3 separate regions of the Mus musculus genome follow, and regions 1 and 2 are each linked to region 3. Evidence: chromatin contacts called from public promoter capture Hi-C data. All regions are on one chromosome and are shown on one strand. Each heading gives the region's core, a stretch centred on a gene start, on an enhancer-like site or on the middle of the called end of the contact. The rest is flanking DNA. Distances are from core to core; before and after follow the strand shown. Region 1 holds the start of Mcm10 (minichromosome maintenance 10 replication initiation factor). Region 2 overlaps Frmd4a (FERM domain containing 4A). Region 3 holds the start of Cdnf (cerebral dopamine neurotrophic factor).

What was found. Promoter capture Hi-C pulls out the DNA fragments that hold promoters and counts their contacts. Capture Hi-C pulls out chosen DNA fragments and counts their contacts.
Region 1: a promoter capture Hi-C map of adipose tissue shows a contact between it and region 3, with 3 times the contacts expected there. The contact joins the promoter of Mcm10 here to the promoter of Cdnf in region 3. A contact is called at or near these places in 1 of 39 promoter capture datasets (liver), 1 of 115 datasets of contacts at active chromatin or transcription factors (embryonic stem cells) and 3 of 9 other capture datasets (adipose tissue, embryonic stem cells and liver).
Region 2: a contact with region 3 is called in a promoter capture Hi-C map of embryonic stem cells, with 4 times the contacts expected there. The contact joins the enhancer-like site here to the promoter of Cdnf in region 3. A contact is called at or near these places in 3 of 39 promoter capture datasets (cranial neural crest, embryonic stem cells and hippocampal neurons), 1 of 484 Hi-C or Micro-C datasets (bone marrow-derived macrophages), 7 of 115 datasets of contacts at active chromatin or transcription factors (bone marrow-derived macrophages, embryonic stem cells, extraembryonic endoderm stem cells and 2 more) and 4 of 9 other capture datasets (adipose tissue, embryonic stem cells, liver and 1 more).

The regions. Positions count from the first base shown.
Region 1 is chr2:5,011,460-5,014,159 of GRCm38.p6, forward strand. It overlaps Mcm10 (minichromosome maintenance 10 replication initiation factor), which reads right to left and starts at 1,332. Exons shown (of 20, transcript NM_027290.3): 1 at 1,246-1,332.
Region 2 is chr2:4,586,063-4,588,762 of GRCm38.p6, forward strand. Frmd4a (FERM domain containing 4A) reads left to right here. Exons shown (of 23, transcript NM_172475.3): 15 at 299-432. Gm13179 (a long non-coding RNA gene) reads right to left here. Exons shown (of 3, transcript XR_003953990.1): 2 at 758-889; 3 at 387-471. Among named protein-coding and RNA genes, the nearest start is that of Gm13179, 7.1 kb to the right of the region's middle. RefSeq lists an enhancer at 1,523-2,700. Within about 2 kb of position 1,264, at least 29 of the 459 cell types and tissues checked have an H3K27ac peak or open chromatin away from gene starts, as enhancers often do.
Region 3 is chr2:3,511,777-3,514,536 of GRCm38.p6, forward strand. It overlaps Cdnf (cerebral dopamine neurotrophic factor), which reads left to right and starts at 1,289. Exons shown (of 4, transcript NM_177647.4): 1 at 1,289-1,465. The coding sequence starts at 1,351. Hspa14 (heat shock protein 14) reads right to left here and starts at 1,038. Exons shown (of 14, transcript NM_015765.2): 1 at 858-1,038. The coding sequence starts at 914.

The sequences.
Region 1 (2,700 bases), core at 82-2,581, 1.5 Mb after region 3:
AGGTTGTCAGAACCCTGGCCATTCTGCCAAACAGTGAACGAACTCTGAGAGAGGCCCCAGAGGGGAAAGGCAGAGAGAGGGCCTTTAACCTCAAGTATAGCTTGCTCCCTGGATGGTTCTTGGACCTGATTTCCAGCCTCCTTCAACAAACATTTGCATTCAATTTATAAGACATGTTTGTTCCTGTTGTATGTGGGAGCATGGCTATAGAACCCACTCTGGTAAAAGGATTGGGTTTTGGTGCACCCCGAATCTGGATATGGCCTTCTGCCTTGCTTTAGTGTTTCCTCAGATATAAACCCTACCGTGTAGGCCAGGCAATTGTGCTTAACTTGTTCTGTTCTGGCTTACGGTATACTTATTTACATTCTGCTGCTTTCAATTATCCTTAGAACCACATCCACAATGCCCGCCTGAGAAGCAATGGGTGGGTACCTTCTTCCTTGTTTCTATTTCCTCAATTCCCTGTGTTTGCATCTTCCTGCTAGATTAGCTTGCTTTCAGCTTCTTGAACTGTTTTCAGCTTAGGCATTTTGTCTAGAAAGCTCTTTTAGAGTACTTTCTCATCTCCAACTAGCTAATTTCTGAGCCTTTCTAGTCGGCCATACCCCGAAGGTTCCCTCTAGAGCCCCTCTGCCCTAGTTAACTGCACATTTGTCCACCACTGTGTGCTTGTTATAAGGATCCTCTTCAGAGTGCACCACCACTGTCCGGCAGAAATAAACTTTTAAAAAACAAAAATAAAAGGGCGCTCTTAAAAAAAGAAAACAACCGGGTTGGGGAGGTGGCTCAGCGGTTAAGAGCATTGACTGCTCTTCCAAAGGTTCTGAGTTCAAAGCCCAGCAACCACATGGTGGCTCACAACCATCTGTAAGGAGATCTGACGCGCTCTTCTGGTGTGTATAAAGACAGCTTACATATAATCAACCAATATTTAAAAAGAAAGAAAAAAGAGAAGAGAAGAGAAGAGAAGAGAAGAGAAGAGAAGAGAAGAGAAGAGAAGAGAAGAGAAAAGAAAAGAGAAGAGAAAAGAGAAGACAACCCAAAACGGGCTCCTTAAGCACTCGAGCCCTCCATCTTCCAGCCCCGGCGCCTTGCCCGTTCCAGCCTCGGCCAAAGGTCGCCTGCTCCGCTGGATCCAGATCTCGGCGCCTTTGCCCCTCAGAGCCCGCGCCTCTCCCTCAGACCCCAATCCCTGCGTGGATGCCCAGAGTTCCGGACACACGCAAACCCCGTGACGCTTACCTAAGACCCGGGCCTCTTCCCGGTCCACAGCGGATCCCGCCAAAAAACTAAATTGGGCTCCGCCCAACTCTGACGTCGACGCGTTCATTTGTGGAGGACGCTCTGATTGGCTCCACCGGAACTCTTGGACCACACAGATCCTTGGCTGGGGGAAGCACCGCCTCTCAGTAGAGCAACCTGATTGGCCATCTTTGTTATGGGCAAAGAACTTCCGGTTGGTGAGGCTGCAGATTCCCATAATTAAGATTCACATAGCAGAGCTCCAGCCCATCTCTGTAAGTTAACACTCAACTGGTTTCCCTGCTGGAAGTAAACTTATTGAAGTCCCAACCAGTTTTGCTGCTCCTATGTCCAGTTTAGATATTAGGATTTGAATAGAGAGAGAGATGAAAGTTTCTACTTTTCACTCTGTCTGACCTACAGGAACTACCATTTCTTCAGATTTTGTTTCTACACCTGTAAACGAGGGAAAGGCTAGATATTTTTGGACGCAGAAAACAATATCCCTAGAATAGTGCAGATTCAGGGAACTAGATTATGTCAGAGTTGAGAATAATTTATCAGATCATTCTTCAGTAAAATTCAAACTTTTCTTTACAAGTATTTATACATAGGTCTAAAACCATTTTCCAAATGCAGAATATTTACCCTCCATAATTCCAAAGACTTCCATGCACAGTTTTGTTGATGTTTAAGACAGGGTCTCTCCAAGAAGCTCTGGCCTTGACCTTTCTGTGTAGATCAGGTGAGCCTTGAACTCAAGACTCTGCTTCCCACCTACTGGGTTTAGAGTGCCTGCCTGGATTACTTTAAAACAGTATGTAGCAGGATCCAGAGTGTCCTGGGATTCCTCCTCCCTCCCCCTCTTCCTTTTCCTTTGTGCTGATGATTGGATAACGGGGTTCATGGATTCTAAGCATGCCCTGTGCCACTGCCATGGAGCTGGATTCACACCCCTGGCCTAGGATTCTTGAAACCTGCCTCAGCTTCAAGAGTGCTGGGATTACAGTGACCACACGCACCTCCAAGTGACACTCTTTAGAGTCTGAATTCATCCACTAGTTGATTTGAGATAAGACAGCATTGGTGTCTCTATCTCTCCACTCTGTTTACCCAGTGTGTGACTAGAAAGCAAAGAATCTTGATGCCTGGACACGGAGTTTTCTTCTTCTCCATCTCATCGTTATCAAAGCCTGTGCTCCTGGCTCAGGATTAGGAATAATTCTAGTATGAAAATTTCACAGTGATAAAGAGACTTCAATAATTAGATAGGCCAGTCCTTTTTTTTTCTTTTTTTTTTTTTTTCAAGACAGGGTTTCTCCGTGTAGACCTGGCTGTCTTGGAACTCACTCATAGACCAGGTTGGCCTCGAACTCAGAAATCCGCCTGCCTCTGCCTCCTGAGTGCTGGGATTAAAGGCGTGCACCACCACTGCCCGGCTGATAGGCCAGTTCT
Region 2 (2,700 bases), core at 14-2,513, 1.1 Mb after region 3:
CCTTTGTAAAGCATATAAAAATTGGCTGGTGTGACATGTCTTAAGACAATCAGAAATGACAGTGTTCTTGTTCAGGAGAGTCCACTCCCCTGACCGTCCTTCATGAAGCTATACCATTTCCACATGGTATTTGAAAATTCACTCCTCACGCTTGGAACACTGCACACCTGTCTCATTTCACGCTCCTTGATTCCCGGGGTAAATCCCATATCCGAGTTGCGAGCTCTGGTGGATTTCATTAGTGGTCCAGATGTGTGTCCCTTGTCAGCCGCCTAGTAACCCCGCTGTTTATCAACAGGTTCTCAGGAATCAGATAGCTCGCAGTCGGCCAAGAAAGACATGTTGGCTGCCTTGAAATCCAGGCAGGAAGCTCTGGAGGAGACGCTGCGCCAGAGGCTGGAGGAACTGAAGAGATTGTGTCTCCGGGAAGCTGTAAGCAATTAAGTCTGTGTTGTTTGTCATACATCTTCACTATGAACAGAAGACAGGGTGGAGACAATAGGACTGACTTTCAGGAAAACATGTACTGTCCCTCCCCAGTGCTGGAAACGCCCACCCTCTGTGATATCCTTTGTTAGAAACTAGGTATTGAGGAAACACCATACCAGTTAAAACCCTCTCTACTGAATCTTACATGACACATACACCCTGAAGCTAAATGACGAGTCCCTCTAACAGTCCCCAAACCATGCATGCATGGCACACCACACAGGACATGTCCTCACAGGACACTACCTCATTCTATATAATGTCCTACCACATCTTGCTTTCCAGAAGTTTCTGCCTGCTCATTGCTGGGAAAGCTTTTGCTTCTTCTGAGTTTGTCGTTGGTTTGTCATTGGGTACAATGTAGCATCACTGCAGGCCAACAAAGACACCAGGGTGGCACCTGAAATACACAGTAATCCATTAAACCTGCAGGTCCACTGTTTCTTTAGATCTTTCTTTTCGAAATGGAATCTTTGCCTAGTTTGTGGTGGCTGCTGCTGCTGCTGCTGCTGTTGGTTTGTCAGTTTGTTGTTGTTGTTGTTGTTGTTGTTGTTGTTGTTGTTGTTGGTTTTGTTTCTGCACCTTTGGGGATTGAACCTATGGCCTCACGTATGCCAGGCTAGCGTTCTTCCACCGAGCTATATACCCAGCATAGTAATTCTTGTAAGCTTGATGTAAAACAATGTTGCATTGGGCTGGAAAGATGGCTCACTTTGCCAGTGTGAGGACTAGAAGTGAATCCCAAGACTCTAGATAAAAGCCTAGCAGAGTAGAACACGCCTACCATCTCTTTGAGGAGATGGGAGGGAGGGAGCAGCTAGTCTAGCATACTCAGAGACAAGCAACAAAAGGGACCTTGTCTCAAACAAGGCAGAAGATGAAAGCCGATACCCAAGGGTTGTCCTGTGCCCTCCACGTACCACCACAAGTATACTCCACCCCCACCCCCCCACACACACACACCACTCCCACAGACAACGTCTTCTTCAGCCTGTTTCAGTGCTAGTCCCAATAGCAATATATATGGTGAGACTCCCTCAATCCACTTTGACATTTATTAAAATGTCCATTCTTCCCTTGTAGACTTCATTTCTTAGTGTAACACATACAGTCATGTGCATGTGTGTGTTGTGTGTGCAAACACACATGTGCGTGTGCTTCACATGACCACCATGTTGCTCTCCTGGGAGTGGTTGTACTCCACAGACCCTGACCCAAAGCTCCGTGGGTAAACAGTTCCGGATGGGAAGTGTGGAGAGTGCCCCTAACTAAATCCAGGAGGAGCACCCCCTCCCCCACACAATAATGCTTTGCAGCAGGAAGAGCGAACCAGTGGGCCTGAGAGTGAGATCACATTACATTTCAACTTGGCTTAATTATGTCTGGATTGATTTAAACCGGAGCTTGCTCAAGGCAGAACCACGTTAGCACAAATCCATTGCAAATCAGGAAAGCCAGGGGCCTGTCTGGGGGGAGGGGGGTGTGCTATGTGATACTGTAAATATTAGCGGCTTTTTTTTATAAAGACTATGCTTGAACAAGAGGGGGGGAAAAGTGGGTCCTTGGTGTCTGCCTCTCATAAATTTGTAAAGCCTTGTTTTGTGTTTAATAAAAGAAGTCACTAAACCAAGCAAAGACCATACATTACAGCACGTAAGGAACATGTCAAGGCGAGGCTGGCACGTACCATAAAAGTTTCACAAAGGCAATGTAAAGAAAACAAAAGCTCCCACTTCCTCTGACTTTGAGAACAGAAAATATAACTTAGGTAGAAACAACCCAAAAGCCAGCCCCTTGTCCACGTGTGTTAACGTCCACCAGAGTCTCCTGACACATGTGCGATAAAGGGATCCAGCAGCCTCCGTGCTAATTCCCGGCTCACAGATCCTCCAGACTCAAGGAGCAAGCAACACTGTTTGACCCCTTGGGAGGAGAGCAGCCACTCGAGGCAGAGTGGGAACCATGGGTGTTCCACAGCGAGAGGGCCCACTGCCATGCATTCAATTACGTCTCCACCATGGGGCTCTGGTGAAATCAGATTTGTAGATGGAGAATCAAGACCTTGACTTGACCTGGGTACTTTCAAGCCGTAGCCGCGTTTTAAAAATATAGACTGAAACCACAAACACTTAGGAGTTATAAATCCATGGAAGAGGTTAACAGCCTCTTCTGCCACATCTCAGAAAGGAAGTCCTGACAGTGTGCTGTTTA
Region 3 (2,760 bases), core at 39-2,538:
AAGGCTTCTTCTAGCCCATGCATTTTCCCGTTTAGATCTGTGCAGTAAGCTGGATCAAATGTATACAACATTCTATACCTAGCAAGCATGATTACACGACTCTCCCACAAATACAGCTTTTCCACCTGCTTCCCTACAAACGAAGTAGCTACTCCCCTGGGACTTTCCTGATAAATCGAATGAGACTTAAAACCGAAGATAGCATCGGTTAAATTCCTTAACATTGTTCCTTCTCCATCGATATTGAGGAGGAAAAAGCTATAGTTCCTTGTTAAGTTCTCAGTTCTAGAATCAAGTGTGTACAGCAAGAGTCAGTTCTTAACTAGGAACCCTTCTCTCGAGGGCAGTTACACAGTGCTCTGGTTGCTCAGAAATTCAAATACCTCCCACCTCCGGGAACCCCGAACCAGTGACGTCACCGTGACCTCTTAGGGACTCTGCGGTCAGTTGTCACTAGGACTTCTCTAGCATCCAGGGGGTCCTGACATCCAGGTTTGTTCTAGGCGTCTTTACAAGAACGATGTCCCCCGCCCCGAGGACTCCAGGCATCCTGGAGCCCTGACGTCTTTTGAACTCTTCTGGGCATCCTATGGCCCGGTCTCCTAAGTGCACCCTGCATGCTTGAGGCCTTTTCGTCCCTAAAACTCCTCAAACAGCCAAGACGTCCAGGATACCCTGGAGTATCCAAGATCCGGCTCTCTGTATCCACCCTCCACACAGCGTGCTTGGCCTTGGAGGGAGAGCCGAGAACCCGCAACATTGCCACTTGCTTGCACGCACGGTTCCCGGGCCGATGACCCGGAGCCCAGAAAACAGGGTGGCCGCCACGGAACCCGGAGACAGCTTCCCAGGCTCACCTTGTAGACAGCCACACAGGCTGATGTGCAGCCCAGGTGCACGCCGATCGCCGCCATAAGGCGGCGGAGACCACGGCAGCTCAACGAAGGACCCTTCAGCAGCTTCAGCTAGCTTCCTCGGAACAAGCCCATCAGGCACTGCGGAGACTTCACGTTCCCGCCCGCCTACTGCGTCCGGTCTGCTGCGCCGGCCTCCCAAGTCGCAGCCAATCAACATAAGGATGCCGCCTTTCATCAGAACGGTTAGCCAATAGTTTTAGCGCATCACTCCGCGCTCCTTGGGAGCCCGGCGTAAACGCCGGTCTGCTCAAGCTCAAGCCGGAAAGGCCCGGAAGAGGGTCATTAGCTCCTCCCTCTCCTGAGCGCCGTTCATCAGAGCCAATGGGAACGCCTGGTGAGATTGCGTCACTTGTTTCCTGCCTCTTTCCGGCTTCACGAGGCAGCCCCCACTACAGTAAGGAAGGTGTGGGTAGTTCCGGGTCCCAGGCTCAGCATGCGGTGCATCAGTCCAACTGCTCTGGTGACCTTTTGCGCCGGGTTTTGTATCTCGAACCCTGTGCTGGCGCAGGGCCTGGAGGCCGGTGTGGGGCCGAGGGCTGACTGTGAAGGTGAGCGGTGTGTGACCTGCTTGCATGGCGGCGACACCGCGCTCAGCCTAGCAATTGCCTAAGCAGCTTCTCCCGGCCCAAGCTGTAAATAACATTTCACCCTTCTGCTTTTGCTGTCATTATTAAGGTGGCGCAGAAAAAGGAGTGAAATAGGATTCGTATTAGATTTTGTGCAAATGGTCTCCGCTGCCAACTTGATTTTGTTGCTCCTAACCGAGGAGACTTGCTTCTCTGCTCAGAAGACATGTTTTGAGGTTCAAACTAATTGCCATTCCTAGGAGGTAAATAAAACATGGCAATACGTTAGGGTTGCTGAAATCAAAGACAAGGGTACGGCTGACTAGGACTTTATAGACAAGCTGCTTTACAAAGGAGCACATTAATTCCTAGAGAACGATAAAATAGACGCCTGTTTTCTTCTGTGGACTTGGCGATCATACCTTCAATTCCACCATCCCACCTGGTTTTGAGGGTGTTATAGTACCTAGGTTTTGTAAAAACAAAACAAAACAAAAAAACAGTGTATTTTGTAGAGGACTGTTAACAAGAGCCAAGATGAACAGTTTTGATAGTCCCTTTGGGACCACTGTAGCACTTCTTGTTTTATTGAAGTGATGTAAACATATATCTTCTCATCTTGAGAGCAGATGTACTGAACAGAAAATGGAGACAAGATTCATGTGGAATGGGCAGTTGAGTCTTATTGTAAGTAAATAGTATTAATAGTAGTTGGAGTCCAGCTTTCTATCAGCAATTATCAAACCTTCCTCTAGAAATTTAAAATAAGTTTAGATGTTATTTAAAATTTCTGTAGCTAAAGATACTGGTTTAACAGTTATAATTTCAGTTAAAGATCTCATCTTGGGCAAGCAGGATTTTATTATAGAACTTCAAACTATTTTGAAATCATTATAGATTGATGTATGAAACTACTTTAATAAACAAAAAAGGGCTGGAGAGATGGCTCAGTGGTTAAGAGCACTGACTGCTTTTCCAGAGGTCCTGAGTGCAATTCCCAGCAACTACATGGTGGCTCACAATCTGTAATGGGGTCTGATGCCCTCTTCTGGTGTGGCTGAGGACAGTGACAGTGTACTCACATATATAAAATAAATAAACCTTAAACAAAACAAAACAACAAAGAAAACCCTGAACCTTAAATAACAACAATGTAACACACACATTTGACATCACACCAATGCACACAAATGGGGACCCTTAAGTTACTAGCTCCATCATCTGTGCTGAGGTTATCAGAGACTAATCCAAGGACATCCAAGGGTTGAACTTGGGTT